2 separate regions of the Danio rerio genome follow, and region 1 is linked to region 2. The links are chromatin contacts, called in public Micro-C maps. All regions are on one chromosome and are shown on one strand. Each heading gives the region's core, a stretch centred on a gene start, on an enhancer-like site or on the middle of the called end of the contact. The rest is flanking DNA. Distances are from core to core; before and after follow the strand shown.

Region 1 (7,451 bases), core at 136-2,635, 140 kb after region 2:
GTTTAGAGTAAAAACATACACTAATACTTTTTTCACATACTTTTTTTAATGATGAAAGTGATTCTTTTCATCAAGGCAGCATTTATAAAATGTAAAGAAAGGTAAATATTTATTAACATTTTAAATAACTGCTTTCTTATTGTATGTAGTTTTAAATGAAATCATTTCTACAGTCATTATTGCTTTTATTACTATTACCATTAATAATAATTATTATTATTAGAGTGATTTGTGAAGGATCATGCGAGTCTGAAGACTGAAGTAATGAAGCTGAAAATTCATCTTGAAAATCACTGAAATGATTAAATTAAACGATAAACTACTTTTGAGCAGGTATTTTATAGAGCAATAACTTTTTACAATTTGTACTGTATTTTTGATTAAATAAACGCAGCCTTGGTGAGCAGGAGAAGCTTATTTTAAAACATTTAAGAATCCTACTCACCTTAAACATTTGATTGGTTGTGTAAGTGATGAATACTAAAAAAACACTGCATTGAGAGCACAGGGATGAAAAGGGATGTTTTAGGAACTGAACATTTTCTATTTTTAATACAGATGCATAATCTTTTCACTTTTAAACTTCATCATTCTGATGTGGTTTTTGATGATAATTTTTTTAATATATATTTTTTTGTTTATACCTCAAACAGAAGAAGGAAGGGTAATGAAGAGTCTAACAAACACAGTTAATGCTGATTTAGGGAGACCGCGAAGACGAGCAACACCAGTCACCTACAAAGAGCCAAAAATCAACTGGTGAGTCGTCCTTCAATAGAACAGTATCAAAAAGTATAATATTTTTCATCCTTGATGCAGAATAATCATTTTTGTTAATTATTTATTTGTTTTTGCAGCAAAATGAGGCGAGGGGACAAGTACACTGATACACAATTCTTAAACTCTCCAGTGTTCAAAGATAAAAAGAAGAAAAAGAAGAAACTCATTTCGGAGTGATAAACCCCCCTGTCCCCATGACATGTTTTTTTTTTTAAGTTTGTCTTTTTATGTAATGAAAATGTTTAATAGTTTGATTTTAAAGTATTTTACCTGCAGCTGGTAATATTGCATTGGATCTCAGCTTTCCTTTTTTTGTGTATTTAGGAAACATTGTTTGAATTTTACATATTTATTTTAGTGTTTAATAAAGAGAATCTGCTCTATGTGTAGTTTAACATTGATTCTACGTTGTAGCTGTGCTACATTCCTGCTAATCGTATAAAAGTCAGTTGTGTTCAGGACCCTTTACAGCAGCTTTCATATACATGCTATTGAGCAGTTGTATCTGTGTGTTATGTAACCAAACACTGGCCGACAGCGTTAAAGTGATTGAAGGACTGAATTAATAATTTAGAGGACTGTTCACATGAGATGACTACAGTTCTGAGATCAAGTAGGAGTGTCTGTTCTACCAGTTTATGCTGTCTGAAAGCAGCCCGAACCCTCTCATGCGTAGTTCTCTTATTGTGCCAGAATCTGTGCTAGAATTTTAGGTAAGTCATCTTTGTATACAACTATGTGTATTTAGTATTCATGAGGCAGGTTGGTTTTCTGTTTGTACAGGTGAAGTGTGTTTTTGCATCAAGGTTAAAGTCGATGGATTATATTAAACTGTGGTCTTTTCTATACAGCATAAGTTCTTTTTAAAATGTATTCAGTGTTTGTAGAGCTTGTTTTTGTCATGCTTTAGGTGTTGGGTAATCTAACCCTTGTTTGTTTTATACCCTGTCAAATGTTCATCTAACTTTTCCTGTTAATAGGAAACAACTGAGCTTGGAGTTTTCTTCATGTGTTTAGTGTTGCCCCTGGCAAAGGATTAACCACTAAGGTGAACTTGTTAAACTTGTTTTATTTGCAATGTCCATTTCATATTCTCAGCAATCATTTTATAAGTGGATTTAAATTATTGTTTCAGACTGAGTTTAAATAAACACCTTCTTATTAATAAGTGTCTCAGCGAGAGTCTGAAATATGGAAGCCAAGCGAGTCAAGAGGGATGTTAAAACCTTGCTGTAAGTAGCCTAAAATGCATTGAGTTGAATCTAGATTAGTGAAATAGTTATTTTGTGAGGGCTTGTCTTTAAAATAATGTTTAAAACTTGTAACGACTACAGAAAGATATGTCTCCTAAACTCTTTTAGTGGTGAATATATTGGACGACGATTCAGAGAAGATAGTTTTGATCCAAAGGGGAAAAGCACTTCTACTATGTTGGATGATTTGGTAATTGATCCACATTAAAGGACCAGTACAATCTCTATGACTAGAACTTTTATTTATTTTATTTTTTTAAATGTTAAAATGTTATACAACGTCACAATAGAACATGTATGTATTGCTGATCATGTTCAGAATGAAACTTGTCTGATTAATTTAGGCACATTATGACTTGGCTATAAGTGTGGCTTTGTGGAGGCTCAATAAAGATGAAGGATTGAATACAGCTGATAATGATATGTGAGTAGAATACATTCTAATAGAAGACAGTCACTTTCGTTTACATAACTACTATACACCAGCATGATCAATTATTTATCCAAAGAAGATGTACCTTTAATGTACACAACTGATTAAAAAAAAACTTCACACAGAATTCTGGGAAGTCAGTTTATGGTTGTTCACCGTTTTTATTAATAAAAACTTTTAACCAAGTTACAGATTTTTTTAATGTATAATTTTTAAAGATTTTTTTTTTTACCACAGACATTTTATGGTGTATGTATGCAGTGCTTTTACAAATATTTGTGCCTCATTTGCCCATGAACTGTACTTGTAGAGGAAGTGCCAGTTTAGGACACTTTAGCCAGTATCCCAATCGCTTGGAAAGAGAAGCAATGATTCTTTCTTCCTTTGCTGGAATGCTTCTGGTAAGGTCAATAATAAGGGTAAAGAACCTGTTGCAATTTCTTTTGGTTTTTAACCAGGTTTCACCTCATTTTCAGAACAACTTACCATTAGAAGATATTCTGTTTCTGTACAATTGCAAACCATCTGCATCTTACCCTCATAATGATGCCAAGGTATGACATTTATCGTAGTTAATTTGAGCAAATGTTGGATGACAATTGGACCAATTAATATTCAATATGGAAAAAAGTCAAACCTGTGTTTAATAAATAAAATTTGTGAAAGCTGATTCATTTATGCATTAAATCAAAATGAACAAATAATTCAGTTAATTAACAACTAAGTTACTTTAAAAATTAAGTTAATTATCTATAATTATCTGTAAAAAGGAAATAACCACACAGCCTTTTCCTTAACAGGGCAACATCGTGCACCCGTTTTCCCTCTCTTATCATCCATTCGCCATGCTTAGTTCATTCAAAGCAGTGGACTGCTCAAAAAAAACACAGTATGTGACATTTTATATGAACCAAAATTCATAATATGGAAGCAATACTGATGAAAATATAGAGCGAACAAATGCTTTCTTTTTTCATCATTTTGTTTTGTTACCAGTCCAAGCTCTGAAACGCTGGATCAAGGAACAGGATAAGCAGCAGGTCTCTCCGGTGTCAGAAACATCGAAGTCCTCCTCCAGGTCCTCTTCAAGCTCCTCATTCAGTGTGAGTGTCAGTCAGTTGAGCCCTAATGCTTCCATTGAAAGCATTGAGAGCGTACTCATTGAAAAGTTGATAACTACTGCCATCAAGTGCTCAAACTGTGTACTGTAACTGTTGTACCTGTTTTGTCAAATACAGGACAGTGAAGAATCTTTAAAAGATGCAACTGCTCACTATGAAGGCTCACAAGAATCTCTGCAGGATTGAAAACAACAGCATGGTTTATTAAACACGCAGTCTTTACACATTTAAAGGGATAGTTCACCTCAACTTAAACTTTGAGTTTCTTTCTGCTGTTGAACACCAAAGTAGTTATTTTGAAAAATGCTGGTAGCTGGCACCCATTAAAGTCCACATAAACCGGAAGCTGCAATTGCTTTTATAAAAAAAAAAAAAAAAAAATATATATATATATATATATATATATATATATATATATATATATATATATATATATATATATGTATATATATATGTATTATTAAATAAGAAAATTAAATGAGCGTGGCTTGTTTTTATTCTACTGGGATCTGAATAGATGTACAGTAGTTAAGTAGGTGTTTCGTTCAAATGGGTTTTAGAAGAGGTATGACAACAACAAACACCTCCTCACCATTTCTGTTTGTCGTCAAAACTGACAACTGACTGTTGGAGGGGTGTGGTTACAGTATGTTAATAATGCCCAATACCTTAAACATTTTTCTTAATGACACGTTCAGATAAATTGTTTTACCACAAAACTATGTGAGCTAACAAACTCAATATGGCTAATTTTGATTTCATTTGTATTTTATAGTGTTTGTATAGTACAATATTAAAAGTGTGTCCACTTTCACTGATATAAACCCAACAAATCTTTTTTTTTTATAATTTCCTGAATTTAAATTAGCACTCAAATCCCATTGATTTTGAGGCCCACCGCAATGTGACATAGAAGTGCAGTTTTCCTACCGACCAAATTGATTGACAGGCACCATGTTTCTATAATAACATACACGCGTCCACAGAACTTTTTTTTTTTTTCGCAAATAAACGGATTAAAATATGTTACTACTCTCTGTGCTTTTTATAGTTTAAAACCTGTTTAAAACAGAGCATGTTTGTAATAAAGACAGTAAAATTGCTATCTAATTCTTAACCACTATAATCACCACGGCCACATGGTGTCAGTAAACGCTAATATGTGTGTTTGTGTGTACTCCAAACAGCATTTGTGTGAGACTCATCATTTCAGAAAGGCTTGAATAAACTTCACCACAAATACATGAAATTAACTTGCTTGGTATTTTTGACTAATGAGCTGTATTTCAGCTTCCGTGTCTCTGTCACTGTGCTGTTTATCTGACGTAATACATGATGAGATACACGCATGCATGAACTGTATATCAAAGTAATCATTTTGATCCCCCATGTACATATGTTACTTCTCTTCCGCCTTTAAAATATCAAATGTTGATATTTTAATAGTAAATATACAACAAGCTTATTTACAAAGAATTTAAACTCATTATTATGCATGGGTGATTATGTTATCATTGTAAGGATCCAAAATATCAGACCCTCAGAACTATTGTGGAATTTCATTAGACAAGAGAAGTGATGAAGAAACCAGCTGTTTAACTGTTCTATTCAAATCACTGTTGACAATGCAAACACAGGCTGGAGAAACAGAGCTACATTACAGCAGTGGGTGATGCGAAGAAGTCACCCTTCTCCTTCCACCTAAGCCCCCCTTCTTGACCCTTATGTTACCTTCTGATTAGAGCACATTTCACATAAAATGTTCAAGGTTTTAATATGGTGTATCTTGTAGCACTATATTCATGTTTGGTATCATTTTAAATGTCTCTGTGTGATTGGTAAAGTGGTCTTAATTTTACAGTATTATTTCACTGGTTTATGTTGATTTGGTTTTTGACTTCTATAAGATCTTGATAAGATGCTCTCCCTCCTCAGAGATGGTTAAGTCCTCAAATTCACCAGGCCAGGGTTTCTGTGACACTTCTATTGTTAGAATTTATGGCTGTTTGTTTTGACTTGAGTATATAAGGTAAGATGTGCTTTAAGACAGGGGGAGATCTTGTAAAAAGACACCCCATTGCAGCATCTCTGAGACTTATGCTGCAATGTATTTCTCTGGTCAGGTATGCATCTCTTAACTCTTTGATTTATCTTTGATTAATGGATGTTGTATTGTTACAGTCTCATCTCTGAATTGGCTTCCTGATGATTTATTATGTAATTGGCATAATACAATTTTACCTGACAAATAAAATATTAAGTTTTGATTAATTCTGGAGTTTTGCGAATTCATTGTATACAGTAGATTAGAGGAGTCTTCATTACCTTTATAGTATGGCATAATTGAATTGATTAATAGGCACATTTGATTATTGTTAGCCATTGCATGCCGATAACATGTAGACCTTTTAGTCATTCAACCACTGGAAGTAGCAAGTTGTATGGGCTTGGCTAAGGATCTGTTTTTTAAGACTAGGTAAGCATAAATGTGACCAGCTTCTTCAAATATGATTAATCCTGCTTCCTCTGACTATTTTCAGAGTGCCGACATATTGTCCGTGAGAAGAAGCGCAAACCCGGGGCGTGAAACTCTGAGCGACATAGGTCCCTAATGAACGTACAATTAGAATATCGAACCTCAGAAAATATCAAAACTCTAAATTAAATCATAAATGATGAATGTGATCCGTTCTTACAATTAGAAATACAATCTAAATTTTAGGATCATTTAAATTGGAGTCAGATTGAATTCGGAGCTAAAAAACTAATATAAATAAATTCTAATAAATAATAAAATTATTTTCAGAAGCACTAGAAAAGGCTTACAGGCATTAAACCTTCGACCATGCTGTTAGTTTTGTCATTGGGCTAATAGATGGACTCCTACATCATCTAGGAGTTGTTGAACCTTTAGTAGAGGTTAAGGCTTTTACTTTTTATCTTAAATGTCCTGTAGCACCCAAGGTTAAGGAAACTCATTACATAATTTTATTTAGGAAATATCATGTGAATGAGTTTCTTCAACAAAGATTTAACTTCGATGCTGACGAGTGTAGCTTTTGTTCAAATCTTCCAGAAACACTTGATCACTTATTTTTTCTTGTGAATTTACTTCTAAATTCTGGTTTGACTTCTACATTTGGCTTACAGTAAAGATGATTTCAGTCCCTTGTATTGTTCTAGAAGATATTTTATTTTATGAGTGTGATTTACATTTTTCTTTTTCTGATGTTGTGAACTTTATTTTAGTAATGGGTAAATATCATATTCATTGTTGTAAATGAAAAAATGCAGGCCCTCTTTTACATGTTTTCTTTCTGAGGTAGGGCAAGTTGCTTAAGGCTTCAAATACTTCAGAAACCAAAATAAAATAACTGACTTGTACTTCATTTTCAGAATATTTATTGTAATTTTTTTCCTTTGATGTAGGTCTTTTGTATTGCTTCTTGTTGCTGTTGCAGGTGTAATAATTGCAATTTTTTTTATTTATTTTAATAGTAAACATGCCTTGAGATGTTGATTTTTCCCTGTTTCGTGATGTAAACTTTGTGCAACAATAAAATTTAAAAAAGGCACGCGGGAACTGTGGGTGGACAGTACCAACTCATTTCTATTTAAAGCCACAGGCTACAAAAACAGCTACAATGTATTCAGACACCAAAATGGGCAGATTCTGGAGGCTATAATAAATTATCTGAGGGGTATTTTGAGTTGAAACTTTACAGACACATTCTGAAGACACCAAATGGGTAAAATAGGAAGCTTCATTGCATTTTTTTTTACTACAGAAGCCAATGTTTTCCAGCAACCAGTATTCTTTAAAATATCCTATTTTGTGTTCAAGAGAAGAAAGAAGCTTATAAA
Region 2 (6,590 bases), core at 2,436-4,935:
AATGCTGATGCATCATGCCTATATTTTGTTATCACGTGATCTGTTAAACAAAATCACATGACTTATTTGATGAGCAAATTAGGTGGAAACATACCTATTGACTTCCATAGGAAAAACAAATACTATGGAAGTCAATGGCTTTCGGTTTCCAGCATTCTACAACATACTTTCTCGTGTTCAACAGAACAACACAACAAAAATAAAAAAAATAAAAACATCAACTAGTTTGGAACAAATCAAGAATGAGTAAATGATGACAAAACTGTCATTTTTGGGTGAACATACACTCATCCAGCTCCAGTTACACCTGATTAACAAATGATGGTTAAAACAATTGTCTATCCAAACAATATACACATAGCAAGGCGCCAGCTCAGTTCTCTTTTAGGGATCATGGAATGTCCAAGATTATCTGCTGAAGTTCAAAACAGATCATCAAAATAGGGAAGAACCACCAGTGTGGCCAGATTGGCTGCTCTGAGTAATTCAGAAACTGAAACTCCTGCACAGAACGATTTCTAGGGTTTACAGACAATAATCTGTGAAAGAAATGATATCCAGTGTGAGAGGAAGTGCTGAAGGCAAAAAATGTCTTGTGAAATTTAGAGGTCAGAGAAGAATGACCAGACAAAAGTCAAGCTGAAAGAAAGTAGCTCAAATAACTTCTTGTTAGAAAGGAGGCACAACAGTGAACTGTGAAGCAGATGAGCTCCAGCAGCAGAAGCACAAGAGCACAGCAACGACACTCAGCAAAGAAATCATATAAAATTAGAAGTTTTTTCTGGTCTGATGAAGCTGGATTTCTGCTGCAGCATTTGGCTGGTTGAAAATAAAACATACAAATATGTCATATAGTAAAAATTGTGATTCAGTGTAATGTTCATACATTTATGTTATATTCTTAAATAAACATAAATTGGCTTTCTTGGAATGTACAAATAAGTGTTGTTGTCTTAAACTGTAAAATGTTTCATTGAATTAACTTCATTGAGTTTCCCAGAGTTTGTGATTCATTGGTGTTTTCTGTGTATTTATGCTTCAATTTATGAAGCCTTGACCCTTTACTCACAAATATTATGTTGAAAAGAATAACAAAGCAACTTTTATTGACATTTTTGGTAGTTAGAAACAACACATTGTGCATTTCTGATTATGTAAATTAGGTTTCAAAATGGTTCGTATAAGCTATAGTATTTTTGTGTGGCGCTATTTTACAGTTTTTTAATTATTATTATTATTTTTTTACATTTTATTATCTACAGTGCTCAGCATAAGACCACCCCTCACAAATCTATCTTTTAAATTCAGATGTTTAATAGGAAGCAGTACAATATTATATTTGTGCATATACATTAGATTAGTCAGTACTGAAGCCAAATCTGGAGCTTATCTAACAAAATAACTTCTAACAGTCCAGAAACTAGTAAAGGCAAATTTATATGTTATGGAAAAATAATAAATACACATAAAAAAGAGGAAAAATCAAGAGAAGCAAAAAATGAAAGTTTAGTTGAAATTTTGCATTTTTTTGCAATATTTTGTTTGAATTTAATTGTGTTATCTTTCAATTTCAAAATTGTTTGGTGAACAAAAATATTATTTTATTAAATATATCTGTTTAATAAATCAGTTTTGTTTAAATACACCAAAATACATTGCCTATATTCACAAAAAAAAAAGGATAAAATATTCATTTTCTAAATGGGGTGTACTCAATTATGCTGAGCACTATTTTATCATACAATATTTTGAATATTGCTACTAAAAAGTCAGTAGGCTGCCTAAATGTTGCTTTGTTAATCTGTAGAATTAAATTGTCACCACTCAAATTTGTAGGAGCACAGATCATAGTCCTGGTATACACTTCAGAAGTGTAAAAAAAGAAAAACACCTGTGAATCGCAAAGGTACTTTTTAAAAATGTTGTGATTGATCGAAGTATCCAGGAAACATATGCAGCTTGTTAGAAGTCATACATTCAGTGTAACAAGGTCAATTAATCATTCTGAAATTATATCGGCCTTAAATAGTGACCATGTGGTTCTGAAGAAAAGTTTTTACTCTTAAATATTAGGTAGTTTCAACTTTTCATGGTGTGGTAACGTTACAAATGCTCATTACTCAGTAAAATGCCATAAAAATAATTATTGTTAAACAAATAAATAAATAAATGCAAACGGCAGGCCTTGTTGTAGGAGCTGAGCCTCCCTCCTTCTGGGAGATCTACACCAGGCAGTGCATGAGGTAAGACAAGAGAATCATCAGCAACGCACACCCAAGCCACAGACTTTTCTGAACTTTTCTACTTCTGGTCATGCAGCCAACTGAAGGAAAGCTTCTACCCACAATTAGGCTGATGAACACAACACACCTCGCACAAACTTTTTCCATACCCCTCACTGCATACCATTAAAATGTAGCATGCACTGCACTTTACCCAATCCTTACCTTAAAACAATATTGCCTACAACAATGACACACTATGTGTACACCTTTTTGACTGTGTACTCGTCCATCTGTGCCCATTTGTGTGCTTTACCTAATGAATTTATTGTCTTTTACGTATCTGTCAACACTGCTTATAGTATATTGTTTTTTTTTTTGAAGTATGTTGTAGTATTTTGCAATGTCTGGAGCCAGCACTTGGGCTTTTTACTCATCAGCAGTGGTGGATTTAGTGAATTGGGGGCCCTAAGCAATTCCCGCCATGGGGCCCAAAAGTTATAAAATGCATCTTTGCTATTTTCATTTATTTTTAATTTATTTATTTTGCACTTTTTTTTCTTATATCACTGCTTTTCTACATTTTGTTTTGATGCAAAACAAAAATAACAAAATGCTAAGCACCTTGTCAAACTTTTAAATTAATTAGTTTTCTTAAAATTAATTTACAAATAAAAATTTCATATAAACTACACTGAAAAAAAATATTCAAATATGATTCCTTGGATTTACAATTTTTTTTTAAGTTAAGTGGTTGTAAAAATTAATTTTAGCTAAATTTAAACAAACAAATTAAGTTTACTATTAACAAATTAACAATACTTAATTTAATGTGTTTGTTTAAATTCAACAAGGTAAGCGGCCGCTTACCTTGCTTAATGGTTAAATCCGCCCTTGGTCATAGTAGCCTACATGTGCCGCTGCTGCTGATTTGACAATAAAAGTGAATTGATTTAAAATGAATACAAACGTTTGCTGGCCAACTTGACGGCAGATTGGTAGCTGGTTGATAAAAGCCTGTAATAAAAGCAGTCACTCAGGCTCATGTTGTATCAGATCTAAACGTTTGCTAATCCTGTTAATAAATTACTTTTATAAGCGTTTTACTAGTAACCTACGTTTAACTGTGAAGTTTGGTAGCCGCAACTCTCACGTTCTACCACCAGATGTCGCTATTCTCTTTATCAAAAGGCACAAGAGAAATGTCAATTCTGTAATTAACTGTTTTCACCCACTGCGTGATAGATATGGGGGATATTTCGTTTATCCGTATATTTTTCCGCCATCTTATTATCTACATTTAGCATCCTTACACTTTTGTTGCATGAGATACACTAGCATCCGATCTTTGACAGCAGGAGGCATGCAAGCTGTTGGTCTCATTTTGTCAATAAAGCGTTAACATCGTTCGTCTTCTCTCCCCTCCCACAGCCTATTTAAACAAACATCTGCCCTTATCCCGAGCCTTTGGGAAGCCCTTTGCGCACAATCGCGAGTGACTGGCATCTTCAGCAGAGGAGACGCGATGGCTTTGGCAGACCCCGAGTGTGGAATATCAAACGGCGCTGATTCCGCGTCTCCGTTTTCCGTCATTATCGAACTTAACGTGGGAGGACAGGTGTATGTAACGCGGCACACCACTTTAATAGCCGTACCGGACTCTCTGCTGTGGAACATGTTCAGTAAGAAAACACCGGCTGAGCTGGCGCGGGACAGCAAAGGTCGTTTTTTTCTGGACCGGGACGGCTTTCTTTTCCGCTACATTTTAGACTACCTACGGGATCTAAACCTGGTTCTGCCGGACTATTTTCCAGAGAAAAGTAGATTACAGAGAGAGGCTGAGTTCTTTCAGCTGCGGGACCTTAGCAAGCTCTTGAGTCCCAAAATGAGTAAAGACAACTCCATCACTGACGAGATCTGCCAGAGTGACTCGGAGGAGCCGAGCGCGAGCGCGACTCCGGTGGTCGGACCCGAGACTTCTCGCACTCTGTCCGTCGCCAGCAGCGCACATTCTCCCTCCCTGGAGTCCAGAAAGTCTGGGTACATCACGGTTGGTTACCGAGGCTCGTACACAATGGGAAGAGACATACAGACAGACGCCAAATTCAGGCGGGTCGCGCGGATCACGGTTTGCGGGAAGACTTCTTTGGCAAAGGAGGTGTTTGGAGACACATTGAACGAAAGCAGAGACCCGGACCGGCCCCCAGAGAGGTACACCTCGCGCTATTATCTGAAATATAATTTCCTCGAACAGGCGTTTGACAAACTGTCAGAGTTTGGCTTCCAGATGGTCGCGTGCAGCTCCACGGGCACGTGCGCGTACTCCAGCAGCGACCCAAACGAGGACAAAGTCTGGACAAGCTACACAGAGTATGTTTTCTGTCGAGAATGAGCCAAAAGCGCTTTATTTAAGAGAGAGAGCGTGTGTACATAGGCGTCCTACTACGAGAGTGAAATTTTATCCGGTTAGGAGATGTGTATTGGAGTTTTCCTTCATTCACACAAAGCAAATATCTAGTTGTTTCCATAGAATTTTTAATGGCTGACTATAGGTATTGTTAGAAATAACAAACGCAGAATAACTTACTATCTCAGCACTTCCATTCAGAAATTCATAATTTCATTTTGTTTGCAGATAAAGATTTTTGTAAGTCAGATTCAAGGGCCTATTTGTAAAAAGATTCCCAGATGTGTTTTGTACTCGTTATTCTTTATGCATGCATCAACAAATGCTTCATCCGAACACTGCATAGAGAGCAGATTTGTAAGATTTTGATGAATGCTCTTAATGATATTTTTGTTACTGGGTGAATGATTTAAAAGATGATTCCACTTTAAGGAAAATCCATTTACTGAATCATTAAGCAACCATCTGGAAAGAGTTTGACATTCATCACTGCTAGATCTCAATGAGGCTTTCCCCTTAAATTCTGGTTCATCTTTTCAAATAGCTTAAACAACAAAAAATAGAACTGCTGCCTTAATTTTTTGTTGTAAAATATAGTGGTGCCAAAGTTACCTGCAGTAATTCTTTGCACTTTTAGACTAATTTGCATTTCAACGTTACAGATTAAGAAATTTGAGTTGAATATCTTAATCGTGGAGTGGATGGAAACAATGACATTACAACTTTATTCTTTGGCAAGGCTTAAAAGCGCTTAAACCATTTTGTATTTTGCACACATTTTGCTTGGATGAAAAGTGGGAATTATTTGGTTTACCTTTTCTTCTCTATATTGCAACAAAGTGCTCCCTTTTACTCCAGCATTGTAAAGTGTCTCTGTTGTCTGTTCTAAGAGTTGATCATTCAATAAATTATAATCTGTCATAATCTTTCAGCATCAGCCTCATTTTTGTTTGTTTCCAGTGTGCCAGAGTGGCTGGAGGGCATAACAAGACGTGTAACCAGCTGCTGAACACCTTCTGCGTGCTCTCCTGTTTGGTGTAAATGCATCCCATGATTTTTGTGTTTCTTTTTAAAAAGACCTTACATAGAAAAGCAAAAATGCATGTTTGAGTTTAAATAGGGTAAAAGTTACAGATGTCAGAGCTCTAACACAAAACATTAGTCTTTCAGGGAGAAAATGAATTGCAGGGAAATAACTGGCATTAACAAATCAGTCCTCAAGCTTGCTTTTTGGACGGATGGAGTATTATTAACTGAGCTCTTGAGAGGTTTGGGGGTCAGCCAGAATATTTCAGTGGCCTGATCATGGATCATTGCCAATCCTAATGAATGCAATATACAATAGATCCCTTTCCGTTTTGTGTGACACGAATGTTGTTGAAATGCAGATGGCGCAGCTGTGCACAAATATAGGTGGCATTATCATTTCAAGTGTAAATAATGAAAGGATCCAGCTGCAAGGTTAGGGTTACAGAACGGGTCTCTCTGTTTGCATCCATTGATGAAATCTGTACACAAGTATATATCATTCATGTGTCATGTGTAACTGCTACACAATGTAAACTACAAACCAGTGTGTTTCAGTCATTTTATTCAAATAAATAAATCAGTGATAGTAGAATTCACGTGCCCTAAAGACTGGGGCCAAATTGTACCATGTTTACAAAGAAAAGAGGACATAGAACTGAACTAGGGCTGTGCGAAATTGGAAAGATCTGATATTGCGATATTTTATTTTTCTGCGATAATTATCGCGATATGAATACAGTTTCAGGAGATTGTTTGAACAGCTCTATTTGATCATTTGCTGTAGAGTCTAATAGTATTTAGATACAGAAATGTATTAATCACAATGCAAAAAGCTTTTTTTAACTCTTGTTTCTAGTCCAAATATCAATAACATTTTCAGACCAAGTAAAAATATTTAGTTTTCACAGTCAGAAGAAATAAGTAAAAATGGT

Evidence for each region. Hi-C and Micro-C count contacts between places; a contact is called where the count stands out from the background.
Region 1: a contact with region 2 is called in a Micro-C map of caudal fin, with 5 times the contacts expected there. The contact joins the promoter of c9h2orf80 here to the promoter of kctd12.1 in region 2. A contact is called at or near these places in 4 of 18 Hi-C or Micro-C datasets (caudal fin, embryo, hematopoietic stem cells and 1 more) and 3 of 4 datasets of contacts at active chromatin or transcription factors (caudal fin, embryo and gastrula embryo).

Annotation. Positions count from the first base shown.
Region 1 is chr9:23,598,691-23,606,141 of GRCz12tu, forward strand. c9h2orf80 (chromosome 9 C2orf80 homolog) reads left to right here and starts at 1,386. Exons shown (of 10, transcript XM_073912616.1): 1 at 1,386-1,493; 2 at 1,761-1,828; 3 at 1,950-2,012; 4 at 2,142-2,223; 5 at 2,378-2,457; 6 at 2,777-2,867; 7 at 2,943-3,020; 8 at 3,267-3,355; 9 at 3,463-3,569; 10 at 3,705-3,928. The coding sequence starts at 1,972. The coding sequence ends at 3,499. It overlaps sgo2 (shugoshin 2), which reads left to right. Exons shown (of 8, transcript NM_001123299.1): 7 at 654-759; 8 at 858-1,437. The coding sequence ends at 957.
Region 2 is chr9:23,456,233-23,462,822 of GRCz12tu, forward strand. kctd12.1 (potassium channel tetramerisation domain containing 12.1) reads left to right here and starts at 3,686. Exons shown (of 1, transcript NM_194405.2): 1 at 3,686-5,553. The coding sequence starts at 3,748. The coding sequence ends at 4,614.